Linked DNA regions of Zea mays: region 1 is linked to region 2. Evidence: chromatin contacts called from public Hi-C data. All regions are on one chromosome and are shown on one strand. The core of a region is the stretch at or near the end of the contact, and the rest is flanking DNA. Distances in the headings are between cores, read along the strand shown. Region 1 holds the start of LOC100274378. Region 2 has its middle 51 kb from the start of LOC103633876.

Region 1 (3,104 bases), core at 95-2,594, 590 kb before region 2:
ATTCCTTTAGGGGACGAAATTTAGGGGACGCTGCTGGAGACAGCCTAAAACATACCTGTCTGTATTTAGGGTCCGAAAGAGTACACGTCGAACACCTTTAGGAATGTTTAGGGATGCCATAACATCAGCTACAATAAAAAAATAGGCAATATTTTGTGACTTGTCTTGAACTAAAGTCATGTTACACACCATCATATTAAGAACATTTTTAATCCAAAAGTGCTTGTGAGTTATGTTAACCATTCCAAAAGTCTAGCTATATGCCTATATTTTTGTAATCATCAATTGACTCTACATCATGGGACGTTAGATAATGCTTGGTCGTTTAAAACCTATGCTAAACACCATGATACCCACCTGCAATTTAGAATTTGAACCTCTTATGGAAATATTTTTTTAGATAACAGAATAGAAGTATCTAATTATTATTTACTAAAAAAATAGTAGGGTTATGGATGGTCATATGTACGTATCTAGAGTTAGGTTGTTTACACAGCTACAACTATAAGAATTCTTAGAGCTAGTCATCATCTCAAGTTTCATGAAGCTGCTGGTAAACTGAAAGAATTTGATTGGACAATCTTATTATTATTGTTATTTTGTTATAAAAACATTCTCTAAGCCAAATAATATAATCCTACCAAAAAAAGGTGAGGATTTTGGCTAATGCTAATTTACGAGCAAAGTATGTACTGCAGTAGACAGTAGTACTCAAAAGTAAATGTTGGTCTGTTGTGTCTTTTTATTTTACCTGTGATGTTCTTATCTCTGGGAACGTCAACCAACAGCGCTGGTCCTGCACACCGTTTCAACTCATTTTTTTTACTTACTTTTGGAGAAAAATAAACCCTTCTTAAAGTACAGTAAATGCTGAAAGCAACATTGATAGCAATATACCGTTGAGGACAGCGAGGTCGAGGGTGTCGACGTCGAAGCCGGTGTCGTAGTAGTGCTCGAAGACGTGTCCCGGCGCGTCGACGTGGGTGCCGGAGTGCGCAGTGAGCCGGAGCTCCGAGAAGTTAGCGATGTCGGAGCCGTTGCGCATGGACCGCGCCAGCTGCAGGAACTCGCCGGAGCCCTCTGATGACTCCCACTCCGGCATGTCCTCGCGGTAGTAGTGGCTGATGTCCACGATCCGCCCGCCGTCGAACTCTTCGCGCCGCTCCGGCGCAGGCACCAGCACCGTTGCTTTCTCCGCCTCTGCCTCTAGCATACCGCTGCATGCCTCCTCAGCGTGCGCGTAGCCCGGGTGCGCGGCGGTCTCGCCGGAGACAACCGTTACCACCGGAAGCAGCAGCAGCTGGGAGAGGAGCAGGGACGCGAGATCCATGGAATGGATATGCCTTGACTGGGGAGTGGGTGCCTAGCAGCACAGCTGTTGTAATATACGTGTGGGAGTCTAATATTTCCACGTCATTGCTTACGACCGTGTTGAAAAAAAGTATTACTTTCTCGTTTCGTAATGGAAAGAATAACGAAAGAGGTTGGAAAGAGAAAAAGTGTACTACTTAAACTTTAGTAGCTTACGAATGGAGGGCATCATATCATATACACTGATTCCATAAGCTCTACTTTTTTTGTTTAATTTTAAAGTACAATGCAGGTGTGCATCGGTTAGATAAACAGCTACATGCCATTGCTGTTTGTGAATTGTGCGCAACACGTTTGATGACTACAACAAATACATTATGTTTGCCTTCAACCCCGTCAACATCATTCAACTGAACTAGGGCCAAACCAATGCGAATTAGATTATTGTACAACATTACACCCTAACCATTCCAGAAAGCCTTCCAATCTAATTCTCACGATCATCGTTTTACCAAAAAATCAGTAGCACAAAGTGCTCCATTCAGTGTGCAAAACTTAAACGACCAAGACAAATTCTAGTAACAATTGCTTGTGGTGGTAGGAAGCCCAAAGAGGTATAATGATTGGTCACAAGTTGAATATCTGAACAGGCCAGCTGCGCTTCCGGCCATCTGAACTGATTGCTGTGGTTTCAACCGATATGTCTATGCTGCGGTGCTCAGATGCCCTCACGATGCTGATCCGAGACCTGAGCGCCGTAGCTGGGCACTCATCTGTGCCAGCCAATGCAGATGAACCCAGGGTTGATTCCTCCTTCGCCATTGCAATGGGCTCTTCAAAGGTGAAGATTGTCTGTGACCAGTGAGTTGGTGTAGAGAAGGGAGAGGTGGAGAGGACAACAGGCTTCTCCTTGCAGAATCTGTCGGTAAACCCCGTGTCAAACCACAAGACAATGCCATAGCACCAGGTCACTCCTGACACAGTGGCACTACTTTCACTGAGCATCAGCTCAAAGCTTGCAGTAAAATCCATCTCACTTTCCTTCATACTTGCAAGATCAAAGGACTGAATACAAAAAACAGAAGCAACATGTTAGTATAAATCTCTTAATTCAAAGTGGCATTTGAGCAAATTTTACAGAATACTCGAAGTACAGAAAATACTACAAGACTACAATTCATTTTTTTTTACAAAACTACGCTTTCTAAAACCAGTTTCACAAAACTTGATTTTTATCAACATAGGCATCAAAATATAGACTTGAATCATTTTTGACAAACTACACTTTTTTTTGTGAGGACATCAGTCCTTCAATTCAAATTTCAAACCACACCACCAGCTACAACAGACATGCAATGACTAGCCACTCGGTCTTGTGCACACGAACTCAATTCTGTGATTCTTGTAAGGAATGAAGGTGAAGACATAAAAAAATGAGAGCGAAACAGAAGGGGTGGTGTGCCACCTGTTCTGAGCTAGGCCCATGTAATAAAGACCACATTTAGGCAGATTTGGAAGGGATGGGAGAGAATTGTGCAAACATTGTACTTCAGTTGTGTCAGATGACTCATGCAAGACAGCCTTTGAGAATTCCACATGTGTCGAGATTGTTCTTAATATATTCCAGTTTTGCCAAAGTCAGGTTGCATAAATTGGACCTTGTTTTCAGATAGCAAGGTCAATAACCATGTCAAGTTGGTTCTGTGATTACTAAGGCGAGCCGCCCACGATCTGTTTCTTCATAGTTAGATTTAGATCACAAGTCACCTCCACCTGCTTGATAGTTAGCCTTA
Region 2 (3,233 bases), core at 663-3,162:
TATAAGTTGATTAGTATACATCATATGAGAGACTGTTCTATAAATAATTAACTCAACATTAATCTAAGTCATTACTTGATTAAGGATCATCTTTTAGTCAAATCATAACCATAAAACCAGAATGCCATATTAACAAAGCTAATCCCAATAAACATAGATTAATCAATTAGTTACTTAATTATAGAAGTATGTGATATCGTATAATTAATGCTCCTACTGAGTAGTAAATATTTATATGAAACTAACGCAACTTGAATGGATTGAAACAGAGTTAACATGTATTAGTTATGATTTTCTGAAGTCTTTATGTGCTTGGTACAAAATTAATTGAGTGATCAATTCTAATGTGGCTTCCATGTTAAAACAAAGTTACTAGGTCATAAAAAATATAATTATAAAATTAATGCAATTGAATAGGTCAAAAATGAGTTAAAATGAGTTAGTTATGAATTAACCAAGTTTATGTAATTGTTTTCATTCTAGAAATCATTTTCTATTTTAAATCTTGTACTCCTCCAACGATTATGGACTGCGGACATAAAAATCCGAGAGCACAGGGGCCATTCTGAAAATATTAGGACTTAAGTTTAATACCTTAACACTACCCCTAGTCTGCGGGTTAATTCGTACAATGTACAAGGGCTCTTTAGCAACTCGGCAACGCGAAGAGGTACCGGGGACTCAGAGCCGTCCGATCTAGATCCGGTGGCCCAGATTAGATCTCCACTTTAACGACGCAATCTATGACAACGACCCATGGATCACAGATCCACAGTCCACAACGAACGCTACACCAGCACCATTGGTTCGAGAATCAACCGCCCAGATTTAAAATTCCTAGATCGATTCTCGCACACAAGATCCGCATCGGACGGCCGAGGCTACCCATCCATGGATCCAATCCCCACCCTTGATTTCAAAATCTATCGCTCCCCATGTGTCTTCTACCTTCTCTTGGAATACGCAAGACTGCGCCAACATCAAGTGACTCGGCCCCGTTGACTTGGAGGAGGGGGAATTCTCACCGTTGAAGGAGGCAGGGGATGGCCGACGACGAAGCGCGAGTCACGGTGCTGCGCAACCCTAGCGCAGATGAAGTTCTTCGGCTGCGGCCCAGTGCTTTGTCCATGGCGATGGCAACCCTTCTCTCCCCAATCTCACGTCGCGGACGCTCGATGTAGCCCTCTTCTTCTGACACCGTAGCGATGGCGATGGTGCTCGCAACGCGATGCGGACCGGCGACGACGCCCAACTCCGGCAACTGGTTATGCCCGCCGTGGACCAAGCCCCCGAGTAACCATGCAGACCCCCAAACGGCGAGGGCGTCGTCTAGTTTGGCCCTGCCCCGCACGGCAACTGGGAGCCGCGGCAGCGCGACCGCGAGTGACAAGAGCGGGCGCACACGAGTTGCGTCATGGAGGTGCGCGGGGCCTTACTGCAAGCAGGAGGGGACGGAGGCGCAGGTGCGCCATGGCGAGCGCACCACCGCAGTCGGCGTGTAGCAGAGGTGGCACGCGGAGGATCCAGGGCCCACCGGCTTCCACTGCGCCTAGAACGTGGTTGAGAAGACGCCCGCCGTGCGCGGTCGTGCCGACGGCCGTAGATCGCCCTCCCGGTCATAGGGGTCCACCACCATGGCTAGGAAACAAGGGAGACACGGGAGTCGAGTGCCGAGGGGAAAAGGGGCGCCCGGCTACTAGCCATGGGTTGGGCAAGGCGGCCGTGGAGTTTAGGCTTTATATCCCGAGTGGAACACGCTGATCTCGCGACAAATCGGTCAGGCGCCCGCAGTATTCACGCAGGGATCGCAGCGGCTGTTGCGAGCGTTTTGGGGAAGGAAGTACTGACAAGTCGGCCCCACAAGTCAGAGAGCCACCCGGCCAACAGCGAGGAAGCTGCGCGCACGCGTGGTTGGAGTAGGCTGCGCGGTGTGCGGCTGGCAGGTAGGGTCCGCGTGTCAGCCGGCTTTGGTGGGCGCGGGTGGGCTGGTAAGGTGAATCGGCCGGAAGTGAAGCCCAATTCGGTTCCTTATTCTCTTTTTTTCTATTTCTATTTCATATTTTCATTTCCCATTTCAAGCCTAAGTTTGATTCTGAATTTCAAACATATATTAGATGCATCAAACAGAAATCTTAGCATGACAATGCAGGTATACATTATATATTTATTTATATTGATTCCTTTGTTCATGCCACAAAACATATAATTCAAGAAAACATGGTTTATGTAAAATGTCTCACCATATATATGCTTTAATGAAATAATTTGTATTGCACAAATTTATTAATAGTTATTTCAGATAACATTTCTAAACATTGTTTTTATGTAAACGAATAACTTAATTTATATAAGATCATTAAATCTTTTAGTATTTAACTATATTTATTTAAGAAGATGTGACTTAAAAGGTGATATAATTTGCATTAAAGAATATCATGATTCAAATCTTCGTATTATTATATTAGAAATCCATAATAATATTTTTGGGTGCTACAAATTCTACCCCCTTAACGGAAATCTCGTCCCCGAGATTTGTAAGAAAAGGGATACGGAAGGATTGGTTTGTAATTCAGCTTTTAGTCTATTATTGGTTAAAAAATCCAGAGTCTCATCATTTTTTATAGTCAATAGTGGGTGATTAAGAGAGCATAGGCATCCAGCTACCTATTATGTAGGATATAAGCTGGACAGGTTGAGGTAAGAAAGATTATGGCAAGGGAAGGACTTTATCCAATATGTTTAAGTCTTGATTCATCTCGAGATTCGCTTTGACTGTTATATCCTTCCTTATCGATGTTGATCTTTTCCTTCTCCAGTCTTGGTCTTATTGATTCGAGGTCAGTGTATATCATCGGGTTGAGTAATATGAGTAAGATAGATATGGATGAGATAGACTACACGCTGTAGGTCAAAAGTTTGTTTGATGTTAGGTGGGGATAGATAGATTATATAATTCATCATGACTTTATTGGTTGGGTTAACTCATGGTTGAGTTGGTCTGATGTGCTAAGTTAAGTTAACACCTGGCTAGTGGGGTCCAAGTACCACTAATCTGTTTAAGTCGACCACATTTGTTTAGATCAAATTAGATTCTATAATCCCATTTAAGAATACCATTTAGTTGAGCATATCCAGTTGACTTTATCTTTATGAAACTCTAGTATATTTTTTATATACCCCTGAAATGTTCATGCCATTAGCAGGTGTGGCATACAAAACAAGGGTACATCAGG

What was found. A called contact is a pair of places that touch in the nucleus more often than the background predicts.
Region 1: a contact with region 2 is called in a Hi-C map of ear, with 4 times the contacts expected there. The contact joins the promoter of LOC100274378 here to the enhancer-like site in region 2. A contact is called at or near these places in 2 of 25 Hi-C or Micro-C datasets (ear and tassel).

Annotation. Positions count from the first base shown.
Region 1 is chr7:51,273,681-51,276,784 of Zm-B73-REFERENCE-NAM-5.0, reverse strand. It overlaps LOC100274378, which reads right to left and starts at 1,344. Exons shown (of 7, transcript NM_001148738.2): 1 at 898-1,344; 2 at 752-796; 3 at 56-128. The coding sequence starts at 1,330. It overlaps LOC103632361 (probable protein arginine N-methyltransferase 3), which reads right to left. Exons shown (of 7, transcript XM_008654177.3): 7 at 1,651-2,376. The coding sequence ends at 1,939.
Region 2 is chr7:50,684,505-50,687,737 of Zm-B73-REFERENCE-NAM-5.0, reverse strand. No RefSeq gene overlaps it. Among protein-coding and RNA genes, the nearest start is that of LOC103633876, 51 kb to the left of the region's middle. Within about 2 kb of position 1,912, at least 18 of the 20 cell types and tissues checked have an H3K27ac peak or open chromatin away from gene starts, as enhancers often do. A contact at or near this core is called in ear and tassel, where this site is marked.